Linked DNA regions of Gossypium hirsutum: region 1 is linked to region 2. The links are chromatin contacts, called in public Hi-C maps. All regions are on one chromosome and are shown on one strand. The core of a region is the stretch at or near the end of the contact, and the rest is flanking DNA. Distances in the headings are between cores, read along the strand shown.

Region 1 (7,340 bases), core at 3,285-5,784, 370 kb before region 2:
AACAGCCCAAACATATACTTAAGCTCAAAGACCAGGACAATACCCAAAATCCCTAGCCCAATTTATAAAAGGCCCAAACCCGAAAGGAATCTCAGCAGCCGAGAACACCAGAAGCTTCTGGAACATGCCAGAACAGTGCCAGGGGTCGGGCTCCCACGAGCAGTTTCCCCGCACGGCCTCTTTCACGTGCGCCTCTCCCCACTCCTCTGTACGGCCGTTTCTACAAAAGAATACAAAAGAGTAGAATGTGCAAAATGACAGTAGGAAAATATTTTACTTTTTGTTCTTTACTCTGTAAATTTAGGCTATAAAAGGCCATCACTTGTACTCTGTATTTTTTACGCACACTATACGCATACCAATCAAATAGAGAGAAATCAATCAAGATTTAGAGGTGATCTCCGATTTAAGTTTTTTTTAGTTTTTTCCTTTATTCGATTTATTTTCTTGAATGATTCATGGTTGGATCTATTTTTGATTTTAAAAAAAAAAAAGAAGGTAAAGAAAAACCTTACCGTGCAAACAGGCCATGGATTTCTTCTCCTTTCTTCGTTGAAATCTAAGCTGAGGAAAGATTTCAGGGTTGAAATTCCTCCAGACTCGAAGAGCACCATCTGGTGGAGATGAATCGGCGATTAGGAAGGGGGATTAGGGATTTGAAAAATGAACAGAAAGGAGTCATGTTGATTCGGCTGATTTAGTCCATATAAAGGACTGGAAGCGGCGTCGTTTTGACCAACTTTAATGGTCTAAATACGACGCCGTATGGTGGCTATCACCCGATGACCCGACCCACGCATGGCCAAGATCCGCGTGTTAGGTCTGGGAGGGATATTTTCACCTTAAGTCCTTTTATTTTGCGTTATAGTTTAATTGGGTTTTATTTGTTTTTTTTTCCTTTGTGTTTAATTTATCCCTGTAATTTGCGAGTGAAGTCAGTTTAATCCACACCTAAGTGCTGCGTTTTGGGATCGAGAATATTGCCAGATTTGATCCCTAAGTATTCACATGCGTGGCATGCTGGTCCTTTTTAATTTCAAGTGACTTAAATTTCCCCTTTATTTTAATTCAATTTTAATTAAGTTTGTATTTGTATGACTTATTATTTTAAAATTCATTTAACACTTTTATTTATGTGTTGATTTTTTTTATTTTGTATGATTATATCAAAGTTTTTTTCATATCACAAAATTTTAACATTTGACATAGTAATTGATTCAAATTTCTTATATACTCATACTTATATTATTGAATCTTCTACTCATTATGAATTTTGAAAATCCATTTAGTTTTTTATATGTGTGTCAAATTATTTTAATACCTTATTTTATAAAATCATTTTCTTGAGATTTGTATCTATATTATATTATTTTAACTATTTACATAGAGTTTTGTTTAAATATTATTTGTGTATATTTGTACATATATTATTTTAATGGAATTTTTATTTAAAATATTCGTTGTTTTAAGATTCATCTAATGTTTTTTATGTATATGTAAAATTATTTAGGAATTTCATTTTTGTATTTATAAAATTATTATTTTAGAATTCTTCTTTATATTATGTTATTCTAATATTTTATATAGTATCTCATTTAAATGTTTTTATGTATAATGGTATGTATACAATTTATAGACTAACTTAATTTTATATGCATTATTAATTTCACGCTATTTTTACAAATAATTATTCCTAAATATATCTATATATGCATGTTTTGTGAATCTATTATGTGTATTATATCTTATCATGTATTTTTATTATTCTTTCATATTTTATATATTATTTAAGTTATCGTGTATATTGTCAATTTTTAAATAAATTTATGTTTAAAATATTTTGCATTTTATTTGATTCAAACATTTTATTCTATAATATTTATTTCAATAATTATATATCCCTAGTTTTTATGCAAATTTGTCAACTTATATATTATGTATATTATGTGTTCATTAATTCATCATTATTTTGAAAATGTCTTATACCACATTGACTTCTAATTTCCATTTTATTTTGTACATGTTTTGGGGATTGTTTTATATTGTGCCATATTTGTTGTTGTTGTATATTGTTTATTCATTGTTTTATTTGTTATATCAATTGTTCTCCATCCATGATTAAGAATTTGGTTACATTTTACATAGAATAGTTGTATTTAATTGTTGGATTTATTAATTGTGGTTTATTGTACTTTATGTGTGCATATTATCTCATGTTTATTAATCATTTTCTATACGAATGTTTCGTTACAATACATTAAGTATTTCATCTTATTTTAAAACAAATAAATGTGTTTTGAACTAATTTCCAATTTTTCTTATCAGTCAAAAATTCTGAAATAAGGCAATATCCAATATTTGGGAATTCGGGAAATCGTGCACTACCGTGCTGGGTATGATTTTTTCGTTGGACTAAATATTTGGATATCCTTTTATAATTTTAGCGTATGAGCTTTTGAAAGTCAAAAATCAATCGTATTTTGGAAGGTATGAAGGATCGTGTCCAATCGTGCTTGATATGACGCTGCATATCTTTGAAACGAGAGAATTTTAACGACCAACTTGAACTACTCAAACATTTTAAAAAGAACCATACTTCGAAAGATCCTTTTTAAAATCTTTGATATAAGGATAGCATTGAATCAATTTGGTAATAGTTTCTGGGCGTAATAAGGGTGCTAACCCTTCCTCATGCGTAACCAACTCCCGAACCCATTTTTTAATTTTACGTGAACCAAAATTGTTTTAAGTGGAACAAAACGTTTTAGTAGGTGACCCAATCACACCTAAACAAAGAGATTGGTGACGACTCCACATGTTGGTTAAAAGTCGATTTCTGTTTTTTTCTTTCAAATAACAAATGGTTTCGACACTAAACATGTACCAAGTACATGACCAAACTTGCACATCTAGTAGACAAACAGAAACCCAAGCAGCAAGACAATTGCTTAATTTAATTAATTCTTCTTTTTTCTTTTAGTTAATTGAAACAACTATTAAATCTTCTTTTTTTAAGCATTTGGCAATTACTAGACTCAATTATACAACATATGGAGTAAAATTCTCACTTCTCACTTCAGACGCTTCCGTTTAAATTTAATCAACACATATTATGTAATTTGAAATGGTTCAGGCTTAAGACGTGGGACTGATCAAATCATATTATAGATTCATAATATATGTGTGGAGAACCAGTTCTCATTTCATAGGAAAAAGGAAAACAGAGACTTGGAAACGAATTTTCAAATTTTTCAGATTTAAAAAAAAAAAAACCTTCAAATATAATGAAAATTTTCAACTTGTTTAGTTAAAATAATATGGTATAAAAAATTTTTTTTTGGGGGGGGGGGGTGGGGGGGTTTACCAATGTTTTTCAGTTTTCGAGCTTTGAAGGTATTTTCGCTAATTCGTCAACTATTCGGTCCTATAATTGAAAGCTCAATTGGTAAAAAAAAAAATACGTTTTTGATATTTTTATAATTTTATTATAAGTTTTATATTTCTATTTTTTTTAAATTTTTATGATACATATAAAAGATTAAATCTAGAGTTCTCACTTGTTTGTCAGCTGATTTTAATCATCAAAACCATGAACAGATGAACTCAATTGAATTTTTAGATTAACAATAAAAACTCAATTAATTTTAAATTAAGTCCAAAGACTTGATTGATTTTTTTCTTTAAAAAGCATTTTAGATTATAACACAAAACGTTTTTTTTATAATATTTTTAATGAGATGTTAAGGAAGTGATGCTATGTGATTATTTGGAAGAAGTATATTTTTAAATTTAAAGATTTTAAAATTGTTAGTAGTTTGTGGACTGAGTCTTAATTTAGTTGGCATTGTTATTTTTGTCAACATGCTAAAGTATGCTTTTTTCTCATATTTAAAAGTTGCAGAAGGATTAATGGTAATTCTATTCATTCTATAAAAAAAAGATTAGCATTTTAGAATCCACCAATTCAAAATGTTAACAATTGTAATTGTTTTAAGAAAAATTAAGTTATTAGAATTTTAAAATTTTAAAATAATTATATAAAAAATATAAAATATAAAAATATCCAATATGGATATTATTAGATTAAAAACTTATAAATATTTTTAATATTTAAAAATTTAGGAGTAATAGTCAACACTGTTAAAATTTTCTACTAAACTCACTAGTATGACATTTTAAAATAAAATAAAAAATTACTTTGTAGTCATGTAACAATAAAAATAATATTCAATCAAATTGTAAAAGTAGATGAATCAAATTAAATATAAATTAAAGTGTATAAGTTAAATCTTACAATTTTACCATTATATAGGAGTTAAATTTAAATTTTGACCATTATCTTATAACATAAAAACACAAAAGGCAAATCCCAAAAAAAAAACGTGTCAACTGGGCTAATTAATAACATAAAATATATAGATTAAATATCAAATTTAATTATATTAAAAAAAACAAACGAAACATATGGTTGTGTGCCACATGTCAGGAGGAAAGTTCTTTGGACCTTCCTTTTATATATAGGTGTATAGATATCAAACAAGATGACGTATGTCAAAAGCGATGCTTCATTTAAAGTTAGACACTTGATGAAATAAATGATCATATCGTTGATTTGCTTAAGAGATGGAAGGAATATTGATCTCGAAACCCTCTATGCTAGTTGTGTGACATTTCTTATTCGATTCGATAATAAATATGAGTAAGAGATGTCACATTCAAACATCTGAGACATTTTATGACTTTCATATATTATTCTAACATTATCAATACCTCATATAAAACTTTCTAAACTATTTTCAAAATTCGAGTATGAAGCCATTACATTTGGACTGTCGTGAGTTGGAGCCCTTAATGTAGTTATTCTGTTATAAATGCTTATAATTTTTCGAACAGATAGATTAATAAAATTGTATAGTTAAATTATTATCTTTCGTATTTCATCCTCATCATTTTCCACAGAAAGCGAGAAAAAACTAAGCAATTATTGGCTCATAGATTACTTAATATTTAACTAATACAAAGTTGGATCATGGGGATGAATTATGATGTGATAATACAACTTATACTAATAGGTTATCATAATACTTCATATTTTGAGAAATTAAAATTAACAATTGATTTAAGGGACAATTATATTGTTTATCAAGTCCAATTGGTGAGATAACTTAAGTAGCCTATAACGAAAAGTTATTAATTATATTTTATTAAATAAAAAGGATGTAAGTTGAAATATTATTTCAATTAAATTTATAGTTATTTCAATAAAAAATATCTTAAGTTGCCATTGAAAACATGGATTGAATTGTTGGTGTTACATTACCACCAAGAGAATGAAATCAATCAAAACAATTTACCATTAAAAACTTGTTCAACTAATTTTTAAATTTCAATCTTGGAATTTAAGTAGCTTCGTTTTATTTATTGATAAAATATAAATATAATTAAAATTTTAATATAAATATAATTTTATTTTGAGATAAATATCAAAATTATATATGAATTTTGATTCATTATATAATGTCATATATGAACTTTGATTTTATGTGATTTTATAAACGAATTTTTTATTTGATTCAATAGTTCACAAATCAGGAACAATTTAGTGACTTAAATGAAAATTTTTAAATAATTTAGTGATAATGTTATAATTTTGTTGAAAATGAATGATGAAAATATAATCTTATGTGGGTGTAATTTAACTAAAAGTAAACTATATATGTGAAAAGGTTCCAAAAATATGGATTACCCCGGTAATAAAACTTAGGTAAGGTTGGTAGAAAATAGTGATGGAAATAAATAAGAACATTTAAAATTGATGAGCATGGGAAGAAAACGAGTGACCAAGAGAAAACGCGGTTTTGTTTTTTTTCTTTTTTCTTTTGTATTTTGTATTTTTCCTCAAATTTGAAAAGAATATTAAGGATTATTATGATGTATAAGTGCATAGATTTGTAGAATCGATCATGTTTAAATTTTTTATTTTTATTTTATTTTTCGATACTTATTTTAAGATTCGTTTTTATTATTGTATCTTATATCAATATTATTTACAAAATTTAAATCCGTGTAGTGAAATGTATCGTGCAATAACTATTATTAAGTAATAATAAGCTTATTATAATAAAATCAATGAGTTTTCAACGAGGAATTGTTAATAGTAAAAATAATAATAATATGTTTTATTGACTTCCAAAGTCTTGTTTCTCCTCCAAAATAAATAAAGTCGGATGAAGCAGCCATTGGCATCAGCACAAAATCAGATTTTGAGGAACCAAAGATGCTCTACAAGAAATCAGCGGTGCATTTGATATTAGTCCTACTGCTATCATTTTCTCTACTCTGGCCTCCACCTTCAACAACAAACATATTATTATTATTTCAGATGTACCGATGAGCATGTATATATAGCATCAGAGGTATATTGCTTTGGTAGTTCTTGGTGCCCGTGAGAACATACTGATGAGCACTGAGTGTATTTTATATTAGTGCGATGGAGAATTAATTCGAAATTGAGATCGTATTCAATTAATAGGGGTTATAATACAAGTATGGCATGTTACATAATATAGAAATGATGTGTTATAACTATGAATATGGTAAACATACTATTTGATAATTGATATTGATTGTGGAAACTTGAATAACATGTGAAACAATAACATGTGAAACATCATGTGAGATTATGAGAAGCTAATCTTAAGGGTGTAATGAAATGTACTATTTAAAACATATGTCAAATCAAAATTATTAAAATAATATTAATTTAAATATTTTTTCTTATAATTGATTAAGCTCCCATGATTTTAATATAATGTTCTTGCCATTAGATTAAAAGAATATTAGCATAATTAAATTAAGTAAATGAACTTAATTAATGAATTTGAATTTATATCTCCATAAAATATAGAAATATAAGAAATAATGTCAAATTTACGTGTACTTCATTCTAAATATAGCCCTCAACCATTGAAAAAAATCAAAATGATTTTTTAACGAGAATACTAATTAAAGTGTTAATTTTTAAACACTGCAAATTGCATGACAATTCACATGTACTTCATTTTAATTTTTTGAATTATTATGAATTTCTTATATTTTTTAATGTTAATTGTTATTATAAATTATAAATTATTTATTGACGTGACAAATAAGACAAATGGTTTTATGTTAGTATGATGTGCATATATAAAGAGTTTTTGGAAGCTCATATAAGATCCAAAAATAATTATATAACATGTTATGAATGTGTAATAGACTTACTAGTATACATAGATGGTTAAATTGTGTTCTATTCTATCGTAATTGCTCTAACAACGAATGTAGTATCATGTAGGTCGAAA
Region 2 (6,821 bases), core at 3,809-6,308:
AGTTTTGATATTTTGTTAATTTGATACAAAATAAAAAAAAAGAGTAAAAAGAACCCTTAAAATAATCTAAAAAGGTAAAATAATAATTTAAAAGAATAATTAGAACTAGTCACATAAAATTAAGAAACTATTAAAAAAAGGGAATTTTTTTAATGTATTGGTGAGAGAAAATTCAAAATAAAAAAATCATTAAAAAACCAAAAAATAAAAATGAAATTTTAAATAATAAAATATTATTACATTCTCTTTTCTCCCACTATCCTCATTTTAAAAATGAAGTAAAACAAAGAAAAGTGAGATTTTTTTTATGGAAACAAACAAAGGAAATTAAACTAAATTAACATGTCCACAAATGCATTTTAATTTATCGGAAACCAAGACTTCTATTATCTCCTTAGGTGGGCTCTCGATCACCTGTAAATCTTCCTTCCTAATAAAAGACATTTTTGCTGTGCCGTTAGCAGCTTGATTCTTTTCTATAGGGATATGTCTTAAAAGCCAAAATCTTTCATGTTGCGAAACTTGTTGAATATGTCTTACCAAAGCTGAATTTGATTCTTCTAATGAAGTGTCTTGGATAGCTTTGGCCACCTACAAATTATCTGATTGAATCACTACATTTTTATAGTCTTGTTTTTGAAGGAGTACCAGACCGTCTAAGATACCCCATAATTTTGCATCAAACACCGAGCACTATCCCACATATCGATTGTATCTGAGAATCCAATTACCATTTCAGTCACACATCACTCCTTTAGTTGTTCCAATTCCTGAGTCCAATTTAATAGCACCATAATTATTTAAAAGATCCTAATCATCTGTCAAAACCTGATTTGAGTTGTCCTCATGTTGACTAATCTGAGTGCTCTTCTGAAATGAAATGTATTGCTTTGCCTAACTATAGGAAACTTTGACAATCTTAATCAGGCTCTAAGAAATACCTTGAAAAGTGAGAAGACTCTTGTTCTTCCAAATACACCATGCCAACAAACCAAAAAGACAAGGCCAAGGAATCCTTTCTAAAAACGTCTTCGAGTTACTATGTAAATTAGATTAACTGAGAAAAATCTATTTCGATGATTATTGGGAATAACCTACAACCAATCTTCCTTGGCAGCTTGACAGTCTCTAAACACGTGTAAAATATATTTCGTGCATGTCCACAAAACGAACAAAGAGCTATCATTTCCAATTCCTTCCTTAACTCGTTCTCCATTGGTAAGTAATCGTTGTTTGAGTACTAACCAAATGAAAAATCTCACCCTTTGCGGACCTTGAAACTTCCATGCGAATTTCCATATTGCATCTTTGGAAGACCAAGTACGCTTTCATAATAACCAGTATGCGCTTTTAATAGATAAAGTTTTGTTTGAAGTTCTTGTCCACATAATTTTTTCGATCCCGTTATAGGATGAGGTGGGGGAATACTCACAATACATCTTATCACGTCTTTCGATACCCAAACCCAAAAAAGATCAAGATTCCACATACCTTCGTCCATTACCAATTCACTAAGGAAGCAATCTAGAAAAAGGTTTGCTTAAGAAGGAATTTGTGTAGATAAAGGGCCTACTTATGGGATCCAAGAGTCTATCTAACACCGAATATTGTTGCCATTTCCTATAGACTAAGCTAGGTTACCACGAAACAAAGGCCAGATCTTGGAAAGGACCTTCCAAAGAAAGGAACACCTGCCTCAAGTAATACTTTCCAATAGTCTCTGTTTCATGTTATATTTAGATCGAAGAACATTAACCCACAAAGCATTCCTTTGAAGCTATGTTGAATCCACGTTTCAACGAAAATGATGTATTATGGTCACGCAATTGTCTAAAGAAAAGACCACCTCAACACCTAGGTTGACAGACCAAATCCCAACCTACAAGAGTTAGTTTTTTCGTACCATTTGAGGCCTCCCAAATGAATTGCCTAGCCATACGCTCCATCTCTTTATAGATACCTTTGGGAATCATTATGGATTGCATGAAATAGGTAGGAATCGATAAGAAGACTGCTTGTACCAAAATAGCTCTTCCAGCTAACGAAAGTTGTTTGGCCTCCCAACTTTGTAACTTGCTACGAACCTTCTCCACTACAATTCTCAAGGTACTATTAGTAACTCTCCCATGGAATAAAGGCACACTTAAATAGTGTCCAAGATTATCCACTATTTGAAACCCAAGAATATGTTTCCCCGGCTCATTAACAATTGTATTGGAAAAGAAGATATTTGTTTTCCGAGTGTTGATCCTATGCCTAGAGAAAGCACAGAAACACTCAAGAGTATCCTTAAGGAGTCAAGCTTGTTGCATGTCCACTTTGCTAAAAATAACCAAATCATCGGCAAAGAATAAATGAGATATGATTGGGCCAGGCTGGGATAATTGGATAGATACTGCTTACCGTCATATATAGCAGAGTGGAGGTTATGGCAAAGCCATTCTATACACAAAACAAAGAGGTAAGAAAACAAAAGGGCAACCTTGTCGAATCCCTTTAGTTGGCCTGAATTTTTGTGTCGCAATACCATTCCACAATACTCACATGGTAGAATTAGAAATAGCAAACATTATTACATTCTTGAGGAAGTCCAGAATACCAGCTGCTTGGAGAGAGATGTCAATAAATTCCCGTCGCACTCTGTCATATGCTTTCTAAAAGTTAATTTTCACTGCCATCCACTTTTTCCTGTTCTATTTACCTTTCATGGAATGAGTTGCTTCCTGTGCTATGATAACATTATCTTTGAAGCTCATCATCATAATGAAATCAGCTTGCTCTTGAGCTATGATCTTAGGAAAAATAAGGTTAAAACGGTTAGTGATTACCTCCATAGCCAACTTGTAAAAAATAGAGCGCAAACTAATAGGCCAAAATTGAGTGAAACTCTCAAGGCTAGCTACCTTGGGAATAAGCACAATCAAAGTATTATTCAACTCTAGATTACTAACTTCTCCAGCAAAAATCTTTTTGACCCAAGCACAAATATTAGCACCAACTACCTCCCATTGATTCTAAAAAAAGAAAGCATGAACCTGTCACTACCTGGGGCCTTCAAATGGGCCATATCAAAAAGTGTCTTTTTTATTTCCTCATTGGAGAACTCTCTACCCAAAAACTCAATATTAGAGACAACAAGCTGAGGAGAAGAATTTGTAGGTAGATCACTAATAAGCTTCGAAACATCCCCATATAATTTTTGAAAGAAATCAACTACTTCAAATTTTAGTATTTATGGATCAAATATCCAATAACCATCAAGATTACGCAAAGTAGTGATTTTGTTGCACTTCCTCCTCTAAGCCTACGTTTGTGAAAAAACTTAGTATTCTGATCCCCAAACTTAAGCTAATCACATCTAGCTTTTTGCTTCCATAAAAGTTCCTCATGATGAAGAACTGTCTCCAATCTTTTCCCGTATATGTATTTCCAACTAAAATAAGTGATCCAAGCTAGAAAATTCCATTGCCCTTTGAATATCCGCCAACTTATTAATCAACTGTTTTTTATGAGTCTTAAAGTGCCTGTATACCGATTTATTCCAATCTTTGACGCCATAAGTAAAATTGGATAAAGAATATGACATACTCCCATTGAAACACTACTTGCTTTGAACAAAAGCCACAAAATTTGGATGTTCAACCCACCTAGCTAAGAACCTCAAAGGCCTTCTTTAGACATGGTGAATTCTGGATTTAACGAAAGGAGAGGTTTATGATCAGAGTTAATTCACAGAAGATGAGTAACCATACTGTTGGGAAATGGTTTCAACCAAGTATCATTACCAATGGCTCGATCTAACCTTTCAAGAATACCACTTTTCTGCTAAGTGAAAGAAGAACCCTTGAAACCCAAATCATGCAACTCAGCCGAATCAACAGATTCTCTGAAAAAAGGACATATCCTCCTACTAGAACGCCCACCTTTCTTTTCATTTATGGATAAAATAACATTGAAATTTCCAATAGCCACCCAAGGATCTGATTTGGATGGAATTAAAGATTTCAAAGCCTCCTAAAGAAATTTGCGTTTCTGTTTATCAAGACTGCCATAAACAAATGAAATAAAAAATAAACTTTGAAGGGATACCACATGATACCCGTACTAAAATAAATTGAGGGTGATTTCAAGCCACATCCACTTGAATCGAGTCCTTCCAACCTATCCAAATACCCCCAGAATATCCAATCGCTTCCACCCGGTCGGAACACTAGAAACCCAACTTAGTAGTAATAGAGTCTGTGTTGTCTCCACTCACTCTCGGTTCAAGAAGGCCAACAATATCTGGTTTATACTCTATGTTATACTCATGAAAATACGAGGAAATTAACACTAGCACACCCTTGACAATTCCCAGAAAAAAAGATAAGTTCATAATAAAAACACAAAATAGGAGAATACCAACCTTAACTACCAATTACTGTAGAATCTGCCAAGCTATTCTCTACTTTCTTGGAGCCACTATCCCTACCTTCAATTGCCAATTGAGAAGCAATAAGCTCAACCATAAAGTTCATTGAGTCAGATAAAGGAACTCGAGAACTTCCTGACATCTTAAACTGACTCCCACGGCTACCTAGAGATTTGTTAAGTTTCTTCCCTCTCTAACAAAATTAAATTTTCCACCCGCACCTCTCCCTTTGAAACTCAAGTCGTCTTTTTCACCATTAGTAAGACTCCCACTAATGGTTACACTTTTGTTATTCGATTGTAAATTTTCTTTAAAAATTAATGCCAAATGTTTGTTAGGATCTAAACCACCTTTGCTCATTGAAATACCAACCTTCACCAACCCTTCGAACATTGGATTAAAGTGGGAAATAATTCCAGTAGTGTTGTCTTCAACTATGTTTGTACCATCAATATCAGCCGAATTTTTATGGGATTATGTTAATCAAAGCCTAAAACCATTCGTTCTTTCTTTTTAACCCAATAGAGTTTGGGTCACCGAATTTTGGCCTGCTGGCACAATTAACTCTCCTTGGTCCCCCCTAGACCTGTCCACTGATTGCCTACTTGGGCCCTTTGATGAGCTACCAGCTTCCTTTGTTACCATACTACTACCCACCTCATAAGATCCCCCACTCAGGCCCACCAATCCAACATTCCTTCGTTGGCCCACCTGAACTGTCTTTTCATTACCCCCCAAATTTATCCAAAAACTTGTCTGTTAGATTTTGCCTAAAACCCTAAGGAATCCCTACCCATAGGTTCTTTTCCTTTATTTCAGGCCTCCTTAGATTTCTTAATCTCTTGACTGAAATCCCCTTTTTTCTTATCAGTCGAAATCAAAGCCATAAATCGGGATCCCATAGCCTTGTTCTCCTGATTAACCATTCTTGAATTTTGCAAATTACTTGATTTTCGCCTGGATTTCTTCTCAACAACCATCCAAGGCCCGTAAACCGCTATTCTTATTGACACGCCAACCTCCGTCATAACCATATCAGACGATGGCATTTGATTTTTCGGTGAAACTAAATTCCCTACTATGGTGCATGACTCCTTCAGTTGTCCATACCGGCCACAAGTGAAGCAAACCATCAGTAAGGATTCATACTCAATGTTTTGGAGATTACCATTTATCAACACATGTGAAACTAAAGGTTTATCCAAATGAACATATACCACCATACAGGCAAAACGACCCCTCGAACCTTTATCCATATTAAAATCCAATTTAGCGACTCTCCCTACCATTTCTCCTATCTCCATAGAACTTTTTTCATGTACAAATGCCCTAGGAGGCCTGGTGATTTGACACAAGTCATTACAACGTTAGGGTAAGGTTGTGCAGGATTGAAGTCTATAGTCCAAGGTTACGTAGCCAAGTATTGGTCATAAATGACCCATGGCCCTTGAGAAATCACTTTGTCGAAATCCTTTTCATCCTGAAAATTTGCCAAATAGTACCCATTCTCAATGTCCATCAGCTGGAACAGCAGGGAAGGCTTCCAGAGACTATGAACCCTATTTTGTAGAGCCACATATCCTATACTCCTCCCCAAGAGTTTTAGCACCATCGTAGTGGACCAAGAGTTTTATCACCATCGTAGTGGACAAATCCTTGATGAGAAGTTGATTAACCTTATCTGAGAATTCAATTGAAGGAATTCCATTAACCGTAGATTTCTTGATATCCCTGTTGGAGAGATTGAAATCATCGTCCCCTTCTTTTTCCAAGATATTCAGTTACCTTCTTCAAATTTGAAAAGCCTTTTCCCAAAAGTCAATCTTTCCACAAGAGGTTCAGATCAGATGACATATCCATATCCTCAACAACATCAGATCCCGCTTGCTGCTTCTTAAATCTCACCTTCTTGGTGCGTCGATCTTCAATAGCACGTTCGTCAATCCTATCCATTTCATAGACAGAGCTTGACATCGTAGAGACAGAAAAGATGCTTGTTTGGTACATATTTTAAGGTTAGAAGGCAAACCTATTAAAGTATAGAAAAGTGAGATTTTTATCAAAAGTAAAAATACATGATAAAAAAAGGAGTATACGAAAAACGCATACCAAATTAATGTAATTTTTTTCCTTTTTTGAATTATGTACCACTAATCTTATATGTAGATGAGATTAATAATTAAACTAATTTGTTATATTTCCCCTTAATAATTAGTTTTAATTATTATGTGGTAAAATATAGTTGAGGTTAATAATATATATGTATTTAATGTCAAATTTTACTTTTTTTTACTAGTCTGAGTGGTTTAAAACTGAGAGGTTTTTTGCTAATAAGTTTAATTTTGGAATTTTAGAATGAAGGTTAATGTAGAATTTGAGCAAAAAAAAAAAAAGAGGTTAATCTAGAAAA

The links. A called contact is a pair of places that touch in the nucleus more often than the background predicts.
Region 1: a Hi-C map of hypocotyl shows a contact between it and region 2, with 3 times the contacts expected there. The contact joins two enhancer-like sites. A contact is called at or near these places in 10 of 34 Hi-C or Micro-C datasets (callus, hypocotyl, leaf and 1 more).

Annotation. Positions count from the first base shown.
Region 1 is chrA10:75,180,090-75,187,429 of Gossypium_hirsutum_v2.1, reverse strand. It overlaps LOC107896950 (a long non-coding RNA gene), which reads right to left and starts at 1,220. Exons shown (of 2, transcript XR_001683964.2): 1 at 516-1,220; 2 at 1-220. Within about 2 kb of position 4,534, at least 1 of the 9 cell types and tissues checked has an H3K27ac peak or open chromatin away from gene starts, as enhancers often do. A contact at or near this core is called in hypocotyl, where this site is marked.
Region 2 is chrA10:74,815,303-74,822,123 of Gossypium_hirsutum_v2.1, reverse strand. No RefSeq gene overlaps it. Among protein-coding and RNA genes, the nearest start is that of LOC107896952, 13 kb to the right of the region's middle. Within about 2 kb of position 5,058, at least 8 of the 9 cell types and tissues checked have an H3K27ac peak or open chromatin away from gene starts, as enhancers often do. A contact at or near this core is called in hypocotyl, where this site is marked.